2 separate regions of the Cyprinus carpio genome follow, and region 1 is linked to region 2. The links are chromatin contacts, called in public Hi-C maps. All regions are on one chromosome and are shown on one strand. The core of a region is the stretch at or near the end of the contact, and the rest is flanking DNA. Distances in the headings are between cores, read along the strand shown.

What was found. A called contact is a pair of places that touch in the nucleus more often than the background predicts.
Region 1: a contact with region 2 is called in a Hi-C map of skeletal muscle, with 3 times the contacts expected there. The contact joins the enhancer-like site here to the promoter of LOC109112073 in region 2. A contact is called at or near these places in 8 of 8 Hi-C or Micro-C datasets (liver, red blood cells and skeletal muscle).

What each region holds. Positions count from the first base shown.
Region 1 is chrB14:22,798,262-22,802,084 of ASM1834038v1, reverse strand. It overlaps LOC109112073 (protein FAM13B-like), which reads right to left. Exons shown (of 24, transcript XM_042738625.1): 14 at 3,164-3,229; 15 at 1,654-1,864; 16 at 1,436-1,574; 17 at 537-618; 18 at 56-205. Among protein-coding and RNA genes, the nearest start is that of LOC109112072, 29 kb to the left of the region's middle. Within about 2 kb of position 1,949, at least 1 of the 8 cell types and tissues checked has an H3K27ac peak or open chromatin away from gene starts, as enhancers often do. A contact at or near this core is called in skeletal muscle, where this site is marked.
Region 2 is chrB14:22,756,045-22,759,990 of ASM1834038v1, reverse strand. LOC109112073 (protein FAM13B-like) reads right to left here and starts at 1,264. Exons shown (of 24, transcript XM_042738625.1): 1 at 1,069-1,264. It overlaps LOC109112627 (C-X-C motif chemokine 14), which reads right to left. Exons shown (of 4, transcript XM_019125538.2): 4 at 3,082-3,946.

The sequences.
Region 1 (3,823 bases), core at 700-3,199, 41 kb before region 2:
GGAGAGCAGAGAGTGTCAAACTCAAGTCTACTTACTGCTGCTTAAGAGTACTTACAGAAGTGGGGCGCCTGTCTAGAGGCATTGAGGGGGCGTGACAGTGTAAAATGGGGTGTGTTCGGGACGGAGGAAGAGGACGAGTGGCGTCTGTATGACTGAAGCACGGCCTGGTGCCTCAGGGAACCTTTGGGTAAGAGGTGCTGTCGTCCTGCCGATGAGGGCCGTCCGAGTAGATTTAGTTAAAGAGAAAGAGAGACTTTATACGACAGTGCACCTCTGATGGGGGGCATCAAATGGAAATGGATGATGGGAAGTGTGGGGGGCCAAACACAGTGAGCGGAGGGCTCTCCAGTAGAGTATGAGGGTGGTCCCATGAGAGAGAGAGCCCCAGAGCCTCTACAGACATGCAGTGTAAGGTGCACTTCTCCCACAGAGGACAGGGGAGCAGGCCTGGACCAAGACGGCCCAATAACATATGACACTGAGTATCAGAAACTCCACACCCATATCGCTCCCCCGGCCCACACAGACACTCTCACCTTTGAGCTGCTTGCGGATTTTGGTCAGATCCGTCATCCACTTCAGCACCTTTGGATCAGCTGCCTTTTCAGCGTGAGACGGCTGCAAACGAAGCACAAATATCAATTTAACCGATCATTTCTGAAATTATTAATATATAATGATTTATAACAGCATGGTTTTTAAAATGTTTTTTTTAGTCTCTTCTGCTTACCAAAAAATATTGTGAAATATTTTTATAATTTAAAAGAACTGTTTTCTATTTGAATGTGTGTTAAAATGTAATTCATTTTTTTTGATACAAAGCTGAATTTTCAGCATCATTGCTCCAGTCTTCAATGTCACATGATCCTTCAGAAAGCATTCTAATATGCAGATTTGCTGCTCAAGAAACATTTATGATTATTATCAATGTTGAAAACAGGTTTTTCTGCATGTTTTGATGAATAGAAAGTACAAAAGAACAGCATTTATCTAAAATAGAAAGCTTTTGTGACATTATACACTACTGTGTTCAAACGTTTGGGGTCAGCAAAAACTTTCTTTTTTTGGGGGGGAAATAAATTAATACCTTTATTCAGCTGGGATGCATTAAATTGACCAAAAGTAACATGAAAGACTTTGTCACAAAAGCTTTCTATTTCAGCTAAATGCTGCTCTATTCATCAAATAATCCTGAGAAAAACTGTACACAACTGTTTTTAACATTAATAATAATACTTAATGTTTCTTGAGCAGCAAATCAGCATATTAGAATGATTTCCGAAGATCATGTGACACTGAAGACTGGAGTAATGATGCTGAAAATTCAGCTTTGATCACAGAAATAAATTACATTTGAAACTATATAAAGATAGAATAAATGCAACCTTGGTGAGCAGAAGAGATACTTTTGACCGCTAGTGTATATCATTCTAACCTTGTAGTTTTTCTCTTTTTCAAACTGCTCCTCAAACTGCTTGATCTTCTTCTTGAGGTTCTGGAGTTTCTTGGTGAGCTGGTGGGAGACGTTGTCTCCCTTCAGAGTGTCTTTGGAAGTGAGTGAAGCACGGCGAGGCCTGAGAGACGTGACACGAGCGTGAGTTTGGCTGTCAGTGTATCTGAGCGTTCATAAGTGTCTGTGCTCTCTCTGCTCACCTCCCACAGGGCAACGCTTTGGTGGAGGATGTAGCATCGTGGTCCTGCTGCAAGAACCGCTGACTGTGGCCAAAGTCCAGGAAGCGTCGGGCCAGAAGTGGCTGAGTATCGTCTTCTAGCGGCAGGGGTATCATGCGGCCCGCCAGCGGCGACAGCTGGGCCTCCCCTGACTCGGTCTCCTCTTGCCATGGCAAGAACACCGGCACAGGGTCTGACAAAGACACACAGACACACGCACTGCCATTAAAAACAATATCTTCAGCATAACTCAACAGTTCAATCGCATACACTTCCACACAGAGTTAGAAGTTCACAACAGGCCTTGGTTGCTTTGTGCTAGTAACCCAAAGTCTAAACAGGTGCGCAGAGACCACAGATAATCTGACACATAGTGAGTGAGCCATACAGCACATAAAAACTCAATCAAGACTTCCTCAGAACGCTTTGTGGCATTGTGTTATTTGGCAAGTGACGCTTCTGGGTAAGAGTGCACAGTTGAATATCACCCACACACACACACACATACATTCTGGAGCCATCAGCAATGACAGCAGCCATTGTTTATCGTGCTCGATGCCGGGAATCATGCTCAGAGCAGAAGTCACGTTGACCCGAGAGGGCAGAGAATGTACTGGACTGGGGCCTGCTATGGAAACTTAGCTGATCAAATTTGCACTGCCTAGATATCTGACATAGTGGTTGATCAGGAGAAAGCTGATGCATGTGCTGATGGCAGATGGTAAATAGTGGGAGTCAGCAGGACCAACTGGGTGCATGTGAGGAGCCGATGGGTTAGTCAGAGTCTCAGGGGGCGAACTCAAACTGAAGGAGTTGACGTCAGAACTGAATTTGGTTGGCGTGAATGCTAGACTCTAGCTATTGTTGTAGCTGGTCATTTGTATGAAAGCAATCCATCCTAATTTTGCAGAAGTAAACTGCTTTTGTACAAGCACACTTAGTATAATTTGTCTGCTATAAGATTATTTATTTCTACATGGAATCCGAGCCCACAGAACTCCACAGCTTTGATTTTCAGAGCTTTGGGAACATCGATTCACAACATTCCTCATAGACATGTATGTATATTAAATATTTTGGGTTATTTAATACATTACATTAAATACTCTTATTTCGGTTCAACATTTGCATTTCCACATTTAAATCCCTTCTGCAAAATTCCAAAGATTCTCCCTTAAAATCAAAGTGGAAAAATGCAAAAAGATTCCATTTGGAACTCGTTGATGCTACATGTCCTGGGTGCAGTTATGGTAGAAAAACAATAACGGCGAGCTTCGCATTTTTAGTGTCCATTCACAATGTAACTCTGTGGTAGATGTTGAAAGTGTACAGTTGTTTGCATTCAAAATAAGGCAGCGTGAGAAAGTGGCTGTGGGGGAAGGGAAAAGGGAAGGGGCGGAGCCAAATTCGGGTTCGAAACGAGTGAAAACAGCTTGAGAGCAGCAGCGGGTGATGGACGAGCTCGGGGGAGGGCTGTGGAGATGCAACTTACCGCTCCCTTCTCTCTGCAGATGCATACATGTGAAGTCAATGGGTGGGAAACTGATGGGGCATGATGCTGACGGAGAGAGAGGCGGAGAGAGAGAGATAGCACAGAAGAGTGCAGTGAGCTATGAGCCTCACACACACACACACACACACACACGCACGCAAACAGACACGTAATGCTGTGGATCTATGGCTGAAATACAAATAACTAACATACAGTCATAAATAGCATTCACTCAGACCACATGAACCATATTTATGATTCACATATACATGAGAAAACAGAACTGTGTATGTTGGTGGTTTATGAATAATAACCATTTACTTTTCGTATTTATAGCTCTGTGATCTATTGAATTCATCTCTCGAGTTTCAAATTCAAGGGCGCTGTTAATATTCAGCCAATGTATAAATACACAAAACATCTCATCAGTCTTATATGAGCTTAAAGGTGAAGTGTGTGTTTTCCTCACCACAATTTGTACCAAATTAAACTTAAAAAAAAAAATAATAATGACTGATTTCAAAAGTTTCCCCTCTTCCTATTAGTGTTTTTTCGTATTATTCTAAGATCGGAAACTGCTTATTTTCATTATATTTTCTATTATTTGTTCACGTTAGCAGTTGATACAGTGCAACTTTTATAGAGAAATAACAGAAATAG
Region 2 (3,946 bases), core at 15-2,514:
TTTATTTTTCACAATGTACACACAGTATATAGTCTACTCCAGGGGTTTCTGAACTGGGGTCAAAGGTGGTCTGTATGACTATTCAGAGAAAAACAGTGCACATTTTATAAAAAATATGATTTTAATAAAAATAATGAGAATTTGATGAACATGAACAGATAAATAATAAACAAAATACATTAAAAGAAAGAAATGTACAGAAAAAAATATTAAAAAAGAAACCTAATTAAAGACTTAACAAAAAAGTTAAATTAAATTAGTAAAAAAAAAAACTTGATAAGCTAAATATTTAATTAATTAAATGACTAATGAAGCATTAAAAATATCTGTTTATACATTTAAAAATAAAACAAGGTCAAATCATTTAAATAATTAATCTATTATTAAACAGCACAATCCCCCTCAGCTGCTGTTCCAGAAACATCTCTATACAGGATTCAAGTTTCACATCCCAATTAAGCTAAACTGAAGCTATTTTAGGAGCCAAAGCATTCTCTTTTATTTCAGAAGACATGTTTAACAACTCAAAACCAATAAGGCACGAATATATTTATTTTTATAGACAGGAAGTGATTCTGTCAGTTACAGAATGAACCTTCAGCTGTCACTCAACTTACAGAAGCATCTTACCATTCCGAGTAAAACAATAATAAACAGAAATACAATTGCAAATGAAGGAAATCTTCAAAAAAGCTACCTTTGTGCACCAAACACACAAAAACAAACCAAATTTATAATTCTCACTATTAAAAAACGAACGTCTTTCTAACGTTACGCTATCCTGTTAGCCTCATAGCTTAGCACTGTCAACATCTATTCCCGCTGCAACACACCACTCAACGCACTATAATCCGCTATACACGCATTTTTATCCTCGTTTCACGAGGGCAGAAATTAATTAAACATGTAACGTGTAAAATACAACCATCATACAACAACAAAATAGAGTGTAAATCAGTAGTTCGATGCAAATTCGGGATGAGTCGCTGTGAGGCGATCCCTCAGCTGGCTAACGCGACTGCTAGCATCAGCTAAAGTCACTTCTTCATCGATGCTATCCGCACTTACCAGGTCAAACCAGACGATAAACGACCAGCAAACAGAATTATTCCAGTAGTCCGTGGTTCAAAGTAGGCGATATGAATGATGATGATGACTAGCTACAGTGTTGGGCTGGCATGGCCAGTTTTAATGTGAGTAGATGATTCTGTGGAATGGAGACAGTGTTAGTTACACACCCACAGCGATGCCCGAGACACACTGACCCCGCCCCTCTCTCGCTCGCGCTCTCTCTCTCTCTCTCTCTCTCTCTCTCTCTCTCTCTCTCTCTCTCTCAGGATTTCAGCATTCTTCCCAACACAGTCCACAGTTTTCCAGAATATTCCATTAAAATAACTAATGTCACTTTTATCTTGGATCAAACAGATGCAGAGAAAGAAATGTTATAGTAGATGCTCATTGCTTTAACAAGTCGCTTTATACATTCAATCTTTCAAACGCATACAACTTTCATTAGAAATACATTATGGCAAAACCGTCATGGTATCGATTTCATTGCTTAACAACACAGTTCTGTTTTTAGTATTAGTTATAAAAGTGTTTTTTACCACTGAACTGCAAGGTAATACATGAATAGATTGCATTTTAATTATTTGTTGTTTTAACGAAAGAGAAACTAAACTCAAGTAATGCAATCCAAAATTATTGCGTCAAAAGAAAATATCTTATTTCACATGGTACTGCAGCGCCACCCAGTGTTTGATTCCATGCATGCAGCGCACACTGTAGACAAGACCGGGGCAAGTTGTCACACACTATACTCCACCAGTGAGTAACCTATTTTTCATAGTGAGTTTAATTTTGTAAAATCATTTTCTGTATAAACGCATACCATCTATTGACAACGAAAATGCAGTTTATTAAACAGTAAATCCGTTTTTTTTTTTTTTTTGGTGGGAATATGGAACAGAATAAATGTGAAAAGTAATAATATATACCATTGTTTTAAATTGTAATGAATAAACTATATAAATTGATTGCTTGTTCAAAATTCCAAATATGACAATATGGTACTTCTGCTACAATGACAAAACATTTATCCACGCAAACTAGTGGCAATATATTAAAATACTTATAACCAATCAAAACAACTAATTTCCAGAAGATTCAGTATCAGTTTGTTCATCACCATATACACTTTATGACCAATAAATTTGTATGATTCACAAATGCCAATTTGTTTTCCAACAAACTATTTTCATATTCTTGACTTTCTTGAAAACACATTTTCTAATCTTGATTTTTAGTTGTTTTAATTTATTTCAAAGGTTATTTTAATAATTTAAGTCATCTTGAGACCCCCTTGAAAGTGTGCTTTCCTTCCTAGTGGATCCTAAGCAATAATGTAGTAGATATGAGAAATAGAATGTTTGTGTGGTTTTTTTAATAGTTTGTGTCATTTTGAGAAATCAATTAATCAATCAATCAATCAATCAATGTTCTTACATTTTTCTTTCTTCAGTTATCATATAAAGGACGTCTATTTTCATTTTCCAATTGCTCTATATATAATAGAAATCATTTTTCTATTATAAGAGATTTATTAGATGAATGCAGGGGATGTCTTTTAGTGTTTTAGTATCACTGAGATATTATTATAATTTTTATTAATAGTTTGATTTTCAAAAAATTCTGTTTTGATTCAACTTTAGGTAAAATAATAATAAATTAATGAATAATACCAAAATAATAAAAGTATTTTTTTATATACAAATTTTGTATTGTTTTGTAGTTTTTATACTTATTTTTTATTTTATTTTTTTACCATAGTTTTTATAAATTTTATTACAGTTTTAGCTTTAGCTATTGAATATTTTTTTTATTTTTTTTCAGTTATTGTGTATTTCATTGTTTATTTTTTTAGTTACTATAATAACCCTGAAGTATTTTTAATTTTTTTTAATTTATTGTGTATTTAGTTTTTTATTTTTTTGTTTTCTATGGTTTTGTGACTAAATCATATACAAAACCATGTTATCACACAATGGACATTCAAATAAAATATAAAGCAGACACACCCAGTGATTTATTTAAATGTTTATTGCTGTGTTTGAAGATTACACTCCTTGGACTTAAGTTGTGTTTGGTGGGTCAGTCCAAACACACAAACATTTCTATCATTTATTATTTAAATAGTAAAACAACAATTCTGTGATACAATACATAGGCTTCACTAATCAGTTCTGAATAAGCTAGACTAGACGAGGTGGTCTGTACACAAGAACCTATTCTGTGTGCTTATACATACAATCTGATGCACAAGAGGAGATGAGAAACATTTCATTTACCAAAAAGAAAAACACACTCATACCAAACAAATGAAAACAATAGCTTACAAAACCTGCACACCTCAAAGAGGAGGCACGTGTAGTTCATAATGTGCTGATAGGAGGGCCGATATTAAATAAAAAGCTTCATTTTAAACACATGACCCACTGCAGGCCCCAAAGTTCATGTGCTCGTCGTGTGGCGGTACATTTCCACTGAAGTATATGTGTAAATATAAAGTATGATATGATTTAAATGGTTGATATTATTGAATGCAGCTTCGTCTCTTTCAGAGTTCCTCCGGCACTTTTGGGCAGATAACTGAGAAACAATATTTTGAACATGATTTTGAGTAATAACACTTTGCCTCCTTTTACCGGCTGAATGTTGGCATACAACACAAAGTCTTTGTAGATATTTCTGCTCTTTTGTACTGTGAGAACTCTTAAGATCTACTTTGACACTTGTGGATAGTATATCACAGTAGTTTACAAACCAGACGGTATCCAAATATAAGTGTCAGGACCCCTTTATATGCCACGACACAACGAATCAGACCGAGAACTGATGCTTCAGAAAACATTACTTTTGCAAAAATGTAATGATCACTTCTTACAGA